Regions from separate parts of the Mus musculus genome. Here region 2 is linked to region 1. A link is a contact called in public ChIA-PET data. All regions are on one chromosome and are shown on one strand. The core of a region is the stretch at or near the end of the contact, and the rest is flanking DNA. Distances in the headings are between cores, read along the strand shown. Region 1 overlaps Ascc1 (activating signal cointegrator 1 complex subunit 1). Region 2 has its middle 19 kb from the start of Ddit4.

The links. ChIA-PET counts read pairs in DNA pulled down with a chosen protein or histone mark.
Region 2: an RNA polymerase II ChIA-PET map of memory CD8 T cells shows a contact between it and region 1, with 20 read pairs. The contact joins two enhancer-like sites. A contact is called at or near these places in 3 of 39 promoter capture datasets (embryonic stem cells, hippocampal neurons and liver), 1 of 484 Hi-C or Micro-C datasets (uterus) and 2 of 115 datasets of contacts at active chromatin or transcription factors (embryonic stem cells and memory CD8 T cells).

Annotation. Positions count from the first base shown.
Region 1 is chr10:60,078,829-60,084,699 of GRCm38.p6, forward strand. The region is part of intron 9 of Ascc1 (activating signal cointegrator 1 complex subunit 1); the gene reads left to right. Among named protein-coding and RNA genes, the nearest start is that of Spock2, 24 kb to the right of the region's middle. Within about 2 kb of position 2,428, at least 166 of the 459 cell types and tissues checked have an H3K27ac peak or open chromatin away from gene starts, as enhancers often do. A contact at or near this core is called in memory CD8 T cells, where this site is marked.
Region 2 is chr10:59,929,517-59,935,387 of GRCm38.p6, forward strand. No RefSeq gene overlaps it. Among named protein-coding and RNA genes, the nearest start is that of Ddit4, 19 kb to the right of the region's middle. Within about 2 kb of position 3,270, at least 136 of the 459 cell types and tissues checked have an H3K27ac peak or open chromatin away from gene starts, as enhancers often do. A contact at or near this core is called in memory CD8 T cells, where this site is marked.

The sequences.
Region 1 (5,871 bases), core at 1,178-3,677:
CTAGCCAACACAGTACCAGACATAAGCACAGTCTGGCAAAGCCAGCAAGTGCAGAAAAACCCAAGAGGTTGCCCTTGCTCTTCCGGGACTCACTGCTGGCTCTCCTCGGAATGAAATGTGTGGTAACATTTATTGGATATCTTCTAAGCAGAAAGCTCTAGAGAGATGCCTGGCTGGGGAAGGGGGTGGGTATTTAGTCCTGAGCTCCTTCCCAGGAGTGCTTTGAATGGGTACCTGTTCTTACTGTTGGAAACACTCATCCGCAGGCATGCCTAGGGATCTGTTCTTTGTTTTGTGTGTTACTCACTGAAGATATGAGTCAAGTGTTGGTTCTGTTTAGATCTATTGTAGTTATTGTGTGTGCCTGTGCATATGTGTGCCTTTTCTGTGTGTGTATATATGTGTGTGTGTGTGAGAGAGAGAGTGTGTGTGTGTGTATGTGTGTGCACGCGCGTATGTGCCCATGCCATGAGTTACTGATGCCCATGGAGGCCAGATCCCCTGGAGCTAGAGTTACAGATTTACAGATCATTATGAGCTACTATGTGGGTGCTGGGAACCAAAACTGGGTCCATTGTAAGAGCAGAAAGTAATTTTAACATTTTTTTGAAACTGGTCTTTTACTAAACCTAGAGTTCACCAGTTTGCTAGGCTGACTGACTATGGGCCCCAGGGATCCACCTGTTTACAGTAGTCTACAGCATAGACCAGTGCATGTCAGCGTTTACCTGTAATCACAGTGCTGGGGGTGAGGAGACAGAGGGATCCCTCACACTCTCTGGCTGGACAGACAGAACAGCAGGTTCCAGGCTCAGTGAGAACAGGCTTACAAAATAAAGCAGAGAGACTGGAGAGGTGGCTCAGCGGTTAAGAGCACTGACTGCTTTTCCAAAGGTCCTGAGTTCAATTCCCAGCACCCACATGGTGGCTCACAACCATCTGTAATGGGATCTCATGCCCTCTTCTGGTGTGTCTGGAGACAGTGTACTCATATGCATAAAATAAATAAATAAGTCAAGAAAAAAAGCAGGAAGTAATAAAGAGATAGATACCTAGTGTTGACATCTGGACTCCATATGAGTGTGCCCTGCAAGCCTAAGTGCATACCCAGCACACACACACACACACACACACACACACACACGGCTCCTGACTGAAGGAAAGCGCTGTGGGTAGGCACCCTTGTGGTACTTGTGTGTGATTATTGCTCTAAGAGTTAGGGAATTGGCATAAGAACAAGTGAAGTCTGTAGTGCTGTGAAGTGGTGATTGCTCTGAAAAGGACAAATTTCCATCCATGAAATCATTTTAGAGTCACGGCAGAGCATTATTGTCAAAAATTAAAAGCTAGGGAGAAAGCTGTCTGGCTAGAAATCCAGCAGAATTTCAATGACTGTTTTTTAGATTGTTATGGCTTTCAACTCTCAAGGCATGCTTGGGCATGATAATGCTTTCTCCTCCAAAAAGCCTTTTGCTTGTTTGAGTCTGGCCACGCCTTCACAGAGGGAAGGTGGCTGGCTGAGCAGGACCATGGGGACATAAGTGGGTGTCACAATGTGTACAGCTCTGGTGACAGTACTGAAGGTGTGTGTCCTGTAGCTCTGGCTGAGGGTGCAGTCTTGTCTAATGAGGTGACAATAACGGAGTTGATAGCATGTGGCAGTCCGCCTTCTAGCTTGCAAGAGTTGTTCCTAGCTCAGCTATTATTTGGACAGCTATTGTTTGTGCATATGTAGACACCCTGTTGCCTGAGGACATCTGATCTGCTCTCACTTTTGAATCCCATCCCCATGTGCTTCTCCCCTCCCCACTGGCCTCCCCATCCCCCATGCCCTTTTTCTCCACTTGTTACTTTGACACAGCCAACAGTCAGGGCTTGGATGCCCAACCTCGATAAAGCCCCAGAGTTGCTTAGGTCTTCCTGTGAGACAAGATGTAGGGCTTTGCTTCTGCTGACCCGTACTTCCTCCCTGTGAACCTTCTCCTGGCCGTTGAGTACTGTTATGAGCACTGTCTGCGGGAAGGTGACCAGACAGGAAATAGAAAGGAGAGTGGTCGCAAAGCTTAATGAGCACTGGTTCTTCCCATGGCAGCTCTTTGCAGAAACATCCCTGGGTCAGCTCTGAGACAGCAGCTACCCTCAGAGCTGCATTACAGGCTTAGGGGCCGAGGAGGCTCTCAGCCAAGCAGCCGCCAGACAGTTTACTGTGGTAAAACAGTAATAGCCATGCCTCGAGGTAGGATTTTCTGGGGAAGAAACTTGGCAACAGATCGAGCTGCCATCGGCCCGTCTCAGATGCCAGCTCTCGAATGGTACCATGTGCGGCCTGCATGGAGGTCAGGCACAAGCTTTCCAGCCCTGTCAGCACAACCTCCTGGCTCCACCACCTCCGCCCCCTGCTCCGTGTTTTTTTCTTGCTAGTTTTCAAAATGGAAAGGCTCTGCAGGGAGGGGAAGTCCCTTAGCATTTTGCATATTGAGGTGCTCAGCAGAACTGCCTGGCATCCTGTTTGTATATATCGGTTTTAATTCACTCTCTAATAGGTCATTTGGTCTTAACAGCAGTCTTAAACTTGATAATACTTGCATCAGCAGCGAGTTGTGGGCCAGCCGTCCAAAAGTGCAACCCCAAGTGATTACTTGCAGAAGGTTTTATAGCCTCCCTAGGAGAGGCCACGCTGTAAGCAGACCTTGCACACTCCAGCAGAGACTTGCAGGTGGCTGGGGAGGAAGTCCCTTTCCTCTTAGTGCAAGGAAAGCCATCCTTGTCAGAAGGGACTCCAGCTCTGTCCGATGGCGTCAAGGACTTCAGTATTGTGAGTGGAAGAACCAGAAGTAGGAGTGCCCTGTTGACAGGGTGAGGAGCTGTAGCTGGCCCTGATGTGCGTGCGCGCGCGCACACACACACACACACACACACACACACACACAGCCTGAGGAGCTGTAGCTAGCCCTGATGTGCACACACACACACACACACACACACACACAGAGCCTGAGGAGCTGTAGCTGGCCCTGATGTGCACACACACACACACACAGAGCCTGAGGAGCTGTAGCTAGCCCTGATGTGCACACACACACACACACACACACACACACACACACACACACACACACAGAGCCTGAGGAGCTGTAGCTGGCCCTGATGTGCACACACAGCCTTTCACACTTTCCTTATGGAGGCTGCTGCTGATAGCACTCAATCCTCCCACACACTGTCCTTGGCCGTGCTCCTTGGCTCTCAGTGAGAACACCGTGTCCTCTTTTTATCGGCTATTATTGGCTATTGTTATTGACTCTCTCACCATGATCACTGCAGTCTGAGGTTTCAGACTAAAAGTAGCCTGGCTGCCGGAGTTAGGGCTGAACTTGAAGATGACTCCAAGATAGCAAATCCTTGCCAAAAACAATGCCTTTTATTCTGAAGTGGATGTTGCTATCCCAGTCTTTAGAAGCATTGCGGCTCCATGAGGCCAGATTGTGGCTGTAAAGATTTCTAGTGAACCTTCTCTTTTTATCCTTTCAAGGAAAGTAGAGTTTGTCTGTCTGTCTGTCTTTTTCTGGAATGGTCCATTAGATTGTTGGCAGGGAGTAACTAATAATCAGAGTGTTCTGTAGTTTGGCTCTGGAATGTCCCCCGGATTCCTGTATCTTAAAGCCTTGATCCTCTAGCTGTGGTGGTGCTGTGAGGATAGAGAGCTTTAGATAGAGGGCGTGTGGGTCATTGGGATGCACCCTTAGAGAGGATTTTGTGATTCTGTATCCTTCATGGCTCTCTCTCTCTCTCACTTCCTGGATGCTATGAAATCAAACTTCCCTTTGCTACACAATCACGTGTGGCGTACTGTGCTGCCACCGCTATGCTGCCACCGCTGTGCTGCCACTGCTCAGCACTGAGGCCACAGAATGGAGGACTGAAATCTCCAAAACCACGAGCCACATAAGCCTTTCAGCCTCTTAAATTGGTTGGTATCACAGCAATGGAAAACTGAGGAACACAGTACTCGGAGTTGTAACTTAGCATTCTTTCCTGTGGTAAATATAGGGTGTCTTCATAAAATATCCTGTCCAAAGGTGGCAAAGTTGTAGCAGAGAGTAGCTCTGGATACTGGGGGGAAACATGTCAGCCTTGGCTATCTGAGAAACTTCTAGGTCCTTTTCAGAGGACTTTCCTCCATGCTAGGCATGTCCCTTGGCCTCCAACATCCAGGGAGTGTCTCTGTCTGTGAGCTCCACCCTCAAGACATTTGCATTTTCCCTGTTTTGTGTGTAGGAATATGGCTTGCCCTGGTATAAGCAGGCACAGCCTCTGTGGGTATTTTTAAACAGATGGAGGCTTTTGCTCCTGGACATGCCTGCTTCCCACCTTGTCTTTCCGTTCCTCCAGTGCTTGCTCTCATAGAAGAATCCTTGTGGGGGCTGGAGAGATGGCTCAGTGGGTAAGAGCATTGACTGCTCTTCCAAAGGTCCTGAGTTCAAATCCTAGCAACCACATAGTGGCTTACAACCACCCATAAGGAGACCTGACGCCCTCTTCTGGCACGCCTGAAGACAGCTACAGTGTATTTAATGTATAATAATAAATAAATTCTTTAAAAAAAAAAAAAAAAGAATCCTTGTATGCAGCCAGAAGTCAAGGGTAAGCGAGGAAGACCTGAGGGCTTAAAGGGCCTGTCCCCTCCACCGAGGCTCAGCGGCAGCTTCTAGGTTTGAGGATTTTGTTGTTACTGCTGCTGTTTTGTTTTTTGAGACAGGGTCTCTCTGTGTAGCCCTGGCTGTCCTAAAACTCCCTCTATAGACCAGGCTGGCCTCGAACTCAGAGATCTACCTGCCTCTGCCTCCCAGGTGTGTATGCCTGGCTGTTGCAGGAATTTTAACAAATAGAACTTTGAAAGAGTGTTTGTGATCCTAATTGCAAAATAGATTAGTAACATATTTTCAAAATTGACTATATTTTTAGCCCATTAATCAATTTCTTTTCAAGTTTTCATGACATTAGTTGGAGTGGTGTTTTGGTGTGTGTGTGTGTGTGTGTGTGTGTATAGTTCAGAGACAACTTGTCTTGAGTCTGTTCTCTTGTTCTACCGTGTGGATCCAGGGATTGAACTGAGGTCATCAGGTCTGGTGTTGGGAGCTCACTTACCCACTGAGCCCTCTCACCTACCCTGATGTTAAGACGTTTCTGCTTATTACGTAATATCTTATTTCTTGCGACAATATCTCATCCCAGGCTAGCCTCAAATGTTTCTGTGTTGCTGAGGATGATTTTAACTTCTGCTCTGCCTGCCTCTACATCTGAAACAGAAGTCAGAGTTGGCAGAGACCTGGGAGCTGGCCCTGTCCCTATCCCCAAAGCAGAACTGGGGCTAAGAGATGTAATTGGCAGCAGAGAACATGGGAGACAGAAGTAGGGAGCAGCAGGCACGGGCCGACAGTCTGCTGGGAATGGTGTGGGCCTTGCTGAGGGGCAGGGCCCCGTGCCAAGACACCTCACTGGTCCCAGGCCTAGGCTGCCTGAGCACTGAGTATAGTTGTCCACATGGCTGAGTTGCTCAAAGAAGGCTAAGTGTGGTCAGTTGATTCCTAGGTAAGCAACTTTGTGAGTAGCTCTGTGCTATCGGGTTGACTTAGCTACTATGTCTTCTCAAGGGAAGTGTTTATTTATTTGTTTGTGGCTCTTTTAGGCAGGACTGTCCTGGAACTTACTCTATAGACTAGGTTAGCCTTGAATTCACAGATCCGCCTGCCTCTGCTTCCCAAGTACTGGGATCACCTGGTAGGGAAGGTGTTTTAAATATGTAGGCACATTTACACCCTTGAGGCCATGATGGGTAGGGACTGAGCAGTTCTAAGATGCCCCTATGGCTTC
Region 2 (5,871 bases), core at 2,020-4,519, 150 kb before region 1:
CCTTGGTGTGCATCTGTCCCCACCCTGCCCTGGGTGGTTTTGGCTGGCAATTTCTGATCTGCCTGGCAAGTGGCTGGTTCAGCAAGATGGCCGCTTGTGTTGGCCTGTGTGGCTCTGTCCACTCCATTGCTCCACACCAAGTTTCTTTGTCCGTTTTAAATATATATATTTTTAAATTTTTCTCTTTTTTTTAAAGATTTATTTATTTATTATATGTAAGTACACTGTAGCTGTCCTCAGACACTCCAGAAGAGAGAGTCAGATCTCATTACGGATGGTTATGGTTGTGATCCACCATGTGGTTGCTGGGATTTGAACTCCTGACCTTCAGAAGAGCAGTTGGGTGCTCTTACCCACTGAGCCATCTCACCAGCCCTTAAATATATTTTTATTTTACTTATTTTTATGCATGAAAGTGTTTTGCCTGTACATATTTATGTGCATCGCATGCATGCCAACTCGAAAGAGAGAGTTGGATACCCTGGAACTAGAGTTGCAAGTGGCTGAATTACCCATGTGGATGCCAGGCGCCAAACCAGGGTCTCTCGAAACAAGTGGGTTTTTTGTTTTGTTGTTGTTATTGTTTTGTTGTAGGGTCTTTTGGGTTTGGGTTTGTTTGTTTCTTTGTTTTTCTTTCTATGTAGTTCTGGCTGTCTTCAAGCTCACTATGTAGATCACTTTGAACTCACAGAGATCCACCTACCTATGCCTCCCAGGTACTAGGATTAAGTGTGCCACCACCTCCAGTAAGAACAAAAATTCTTGGGGCTGGAGAGATGGCTCAGTGGTTAAGAGCACTGGCTGCACTTCCAGAGGTCCTGAGTTCAGTTTCCAGCAACCACACGGTGGCTCACAACCATCTGTAGTGGGATCTGATGCCCTCTTCTGGTGTGTCTGAAGAATGCAATAGTGTAGTCATTATACATAAAATAAATAAATAAATCTTTAAAAAAATAGAACAAAGGTTCTTAACTGTGAAGCCATTTCTCCAGCTCTTCTCTGATTTATTCTTTAAAAAGAGAAAGAGAGAGAGAGAAAGGAAGGAAGGAAGGAAGGAAGGAAGGAAGGAAGGGGGAAAGGAAGGAAGAAAGAAAGGAAGGAAGAAGGAAGAGAGAGAGAGAAAGAAAGAGAAAGAAAGAAAGAAAGAAAGAAAGAAAGGAAGGAAGGAAGGAAGGAAGGAAGGAAGGAAGGAAGAGAAACAATTCAGTTGTGTATATATTAGGGGAAGCTGGCCGCTGCCAAGCTGCTCGTGGAGGCCTGAGGACAACGTGTAGGAGGACTCTGGTCTTCCAGAAATGAGTGTTTGTCAGATTTGGCGGCAAGCATCTTTACCTATCCTATTTTCAGAAGGTGCCATTCAGGCAGGTCCTGGGGGCCAGGAGTACAACATCTTCCTCAGCCGATCCAAGAGAAAGACCTAGAAATCTGAGTACCTCCTCCAGACAGCCTGCTCTCATCAGTTTTGGCGTGGAGGCTCATTCACACTCAGCGTTTGTCAAGGGTTTGGGTCTTAGGAATCCCCCAACTTCGGTCTCCCGATTCTTTCTACTGTAGAGCATATGACCACTGTGTGGCAGGTCCTGGAAAGAGCAGGCTCTGTGCCCAGTGAAAGAAACCGGATTTTGCTCTCTGTTGCTGTAGCAACCACATCTCCCTGAGCGTTTTCTCATTGGCTACTAAAGTTGACACCTTGTCTATGCCACCAGAAGGAACCAATCAAAAACAGTGCGTGAGACCAAGCTGGGTGCGGGTCTGCACCCTCAAGCCAGCTGTAATATGTGGATGTCAGTAGGGCCCTGGAGCTGGGAGGGCAGGGGTGGGGGGAAGCTTGGGGGGGGCGACATCTCTTCCCACGCTGAGCGGGGTGCAGGGAGTGGGTAGGAGGGTGGATTTCTTCTAGACAATCCAGATGGATACTGAGGCCGTGGTTGCAAGGTTGGAGAGTCCGAGGCCAGATGAGGAGGGAGTGTAAAGGAAGGTGATAAGGGCCTTTCTTCTTCTTCTTCTTCTTCTTCTTCTTCTTCTTCTTCTTCTTCTTCTTCTTCTTCTTCTTCTTCTTCTTCTTCTTCTTCTTCTCCTTCTCCTTCTCCTTCTCCTTCTCCTTCTCCTTCTCCTTCTCCTTCTCCTCCTCCTCCTCCTCCTCCTCCTCCTCCTCCTCCTCCTCCTCCTCCTTCTCCTTCTTCTCCTCCCCTCCTCCTCCTCCTCCTCCTCCTCCTCCTCCTCCTCCTCCTCCTCCTCCTCCTCCTCCTTCTTCTTCTGATTTTTCGAGACAGGGTTTCTCTGTGTAGCCCTGGCTGTCCTGGAACTCACTTTGTAGACCAGGCTGGCCTCGAACTCAGAAATCAGCCTACCTCTGCCTCCCAAGTGATGGGATTAAAGGCATGCCGGGCTGATGATAAGGGTTTTACCACCCTGGGTGACTGGTTCGAATCCTTATCCCCTTGTCGTTTCATGACTTCATACAGTGACCTATTGTCTCTGTTTCTCAGGGGCGAAGGAGGAGTCAACACCTCTTACTTTATTTTAATCCTCAGAATAAACATCCTAAGAACGTTTTGTTTTGTTTTTCAAGACAGGGTTTCTCTGTATGGCCCTGGCTGTCCTGGAACTCACTTTTTAGACCAGGCTGGCCTCGAACTCAGAAATCTGCCTGCCTCTGCCTCCCGAGTGCTGGGATTAAAGGTGTGTGCCACCACGCCTGGCCTAAGAATGTTATTTTGTTTGTTTTGTGTGCGTGTGCGTGTGGGAGAGGGGGAGAGAGAGAGAGAGAGAGAGAGAGAGAGAGAGAGAGAGAGTTGGTTGGTTGGTTGGTTTCGTTTTTTTGAGACAGGGTTTCCCTTGTGTATCCCTGAACTCTCTGTATAGACCAGGCTGACCTTGAACTCATAGAGATCCGCCTGCCTCTGCCTCCTGAATGCTGGAGATTAAAGGCATGTACCACCACTGCCTGGCTCAAAGAATTTTTGTTTTTTTAACTCTCTCAACTGGACCCAGCAATAGAGGAGTGGAACCTTCACCCCATTGTACAGACGAAGACACTGAGGCTCAAGGTGAGCCCAATACCCAGGCAGTAGTCCATGGGTATCTGGGGAAAGGAATAAGAAATGCCATTCCCAGCTCCACCCACCCTGACCTCAGTCGGCCTGCCAGGAAGGGCAGTTCGTGCCAAGACTGGTGGTTTCCTTTAGTCAAACTGCGTCAGACTCTCTCTGGGGGGTTAACCGACAGGAACTGGTAGCTCAGCCTTGTGAAAGATCAAAAAGGGGACACCAGGCTTCTGGGCACAGTTGAAGCTGTCCTTCAGCCCATACGTGTGCTCTGTGGGAGAGGCTGCTTGGGGTGAGCCCTGGACTTGATATTGAACAGGACCTTTCTGTGAACTTCACTTGCCTTAGCTGTAACTAAGGCTGATTTTTTTTGTGGGACATGAGTGGCTCATGTCTATAATCCCAGCACTTGGGAGGCACAAGAAGGGAAGGATTGCCACAAGTTCAAGTCTGTCCACACCTACATAGCAAGTTCCTGGACAGTTAGGAACACATAGGAAGGCTGTCTCACAAAACGGAGGGGGGAAGTAAGGATTATGAAGATTAACTCCGAGGGCCAGGGGTATAGCTTGTTGGTGGAATGCTTGTCTAGCACATTCGTGACCCTGGATCCCATCCCCAGCACGATTAATTAGTTAGGTAATTAACAACTTGGTAGTTCCATTGGTAGAGTGTGCTTGTCTAACATTTATGAATTCAAATCCAATGCCCAAATTCGAACCCTAGCACTCAAGAGATGAAGAAAAGAACAGAAACTCAAGGGCATCCTTGGCTACAAAGAGTTTGTGGTCAGCCTGGACTACATAAGACCCTGTTTTGCTGGGCAGTGGTGACACACACCCTTAACTCCAATACTCAGCAGACAGAGGCAGGTAGATCTCTGAGTTTGAGTTTGGAGCCAAACTGCTCTACAGAGCGAGTTCCAGGACAGCCAAGGCTACACAGAGAAGCCCTGTCTCAATCATTAGCATCATCACCAACACCAACACGCACAGGCTTCTTGGTGTGGCCTGTGCTGGTCAAAAGTCAGGAAGGATGCTTTCCTGGACCTCAACCAAACCAAAGAAACTTCCACCCAGAGGTCTTTGGGCCTCACTTCCTGGGGCCGGTTCTCCTTAGTAAACAAGGAGGCCTCAGCATGCCACAGGCTGGAAGGTTCAGTGCTGGGGGAGGGGGGGTTGTTTGTTTGTTTTTGTTTTTGTTTTTGTTTTGAAACAGGGTTTCTTTGTGTAGCCCTGGCTGTCCTGGAACTCACTCTGTAGACCAGGCTGGCCTTGAACTCAGAAATCCATCTGCCTTTGCCTCTCAAGTGCTGGGATTAAAGGCGTGCGCCACCACTGCCCGGCTCAGTGCTAGGTTCTGATCAACCTTTTTGCCAAATAGTCATTCCTTTCTCCAGTAAAGGAAAAAGGAAAAAAGAAGAGAAGTGGAGAGGAGAGGAGAGGAGAGGAGAGGAGAGGAGAGGAGAGGAGAGGAGAGGAGAGGAGAGGAGAGGAGAGGAGAGGAGAGGAGAGGAGAGGAGAGGAGAGGAGAGGAGAGAAAAAAAGAAAACCCGGACACGCCCACTTTGCAGACTGCAGTTCAGAGAAGTTGACAGTGCACCAGCAGGGTTGCTCAGGATTGCTCTACAGTATGTGCTGCAAATGCCTGACTCAGCTGGCTCAGGGACAGAGGGACCTCTGGAACTTTCTCAGCAGGGCATCCTTAAATCCTGAACAGACCCATTTGTCAAGTTGGAGCCAGGATGGTGTGCTGGCTATCTAACCCCAGCGCCCTACTGGTTCACTTTGTCCTTAATGGGGGCTGGCCTGGCACCAAGCCCCTGGGGGCAGAGGTCACCTTTCCTGACCTCCAGTCCCCAGCTCTTCCCTTCTGTGCCCAGCATGGTCCTCACCTCTGCTGCTCTGCTGCAGTTCCTCTTGTGGGAGGGCACTGCAGCCTTCCGGAGCTAAGTTAGTGCCTACAGCCTTGGGGGGCTATCCCACACTTAGCCAGAGTTAGAGCTACCCCGGTGGCCTTGCCGCTGTGTCTTAGCTTCTAAGCAGAAGAGTAAATCTTCCATGTCTCCAGCTGCTTTCTTCTCTCTAAAGCAAGCAGGATTTCTACAGCAGCCAGCTACTATGCTTGTGCAGGGCCCCTAGGAAGTCCCTTAAATGCCTTTATTTCTCAAAAGTCTATCATTAGATAAGTAGGACTAAATTGTTCCTACATCAACATCACAGATTTATTCTTGCTATATAATCTAGGCTGGCCTCTAAACAACCTATATAGCCCAGGCTGGTCTTGAACCTAAGTGATCCTCCTGCTGTAGTTCCCTACATGCCTACCTAGAATAGTGGATGTTATTCTTTGACATTACACATTACAGAATTCTTTCTTCTTTTTTCCCCCCAGAGCTGAGGATTGAACCCAGGGTGGAGCCCTTGCTAAGCACGCTCTACCACAAAGCTAAATCCCCAACCCCACATTACAGAAATCTTGAGAGCAGGTTTTGTTATCATAAACATGGTTTATTGTTTAACCATGCGTCCTGCATTTATATTCAAAGCCCCCCCATGAGCTTGTGTGTGTGTGTGTGTGTGTGTGTGTGTGTGTGTGTGTGTGTGTGTGATATGATATTACTAGCCCTCAAAATCTCCTCATGGATTATCTCATTTAACTCTTATAGCTCCTGGGACAGATTTTATTTTCCTTGTCTTATAGAGCAGGAAACTGAGGCCTGGGAAGGGTAGGACGCTTGCCAGATGTCAGGAAGTCTAGCTCCAGATTGTACCCAGTCTTCTACCGTTTAGTATAGTGACTGCACAGAGCTAACAACTGTTTG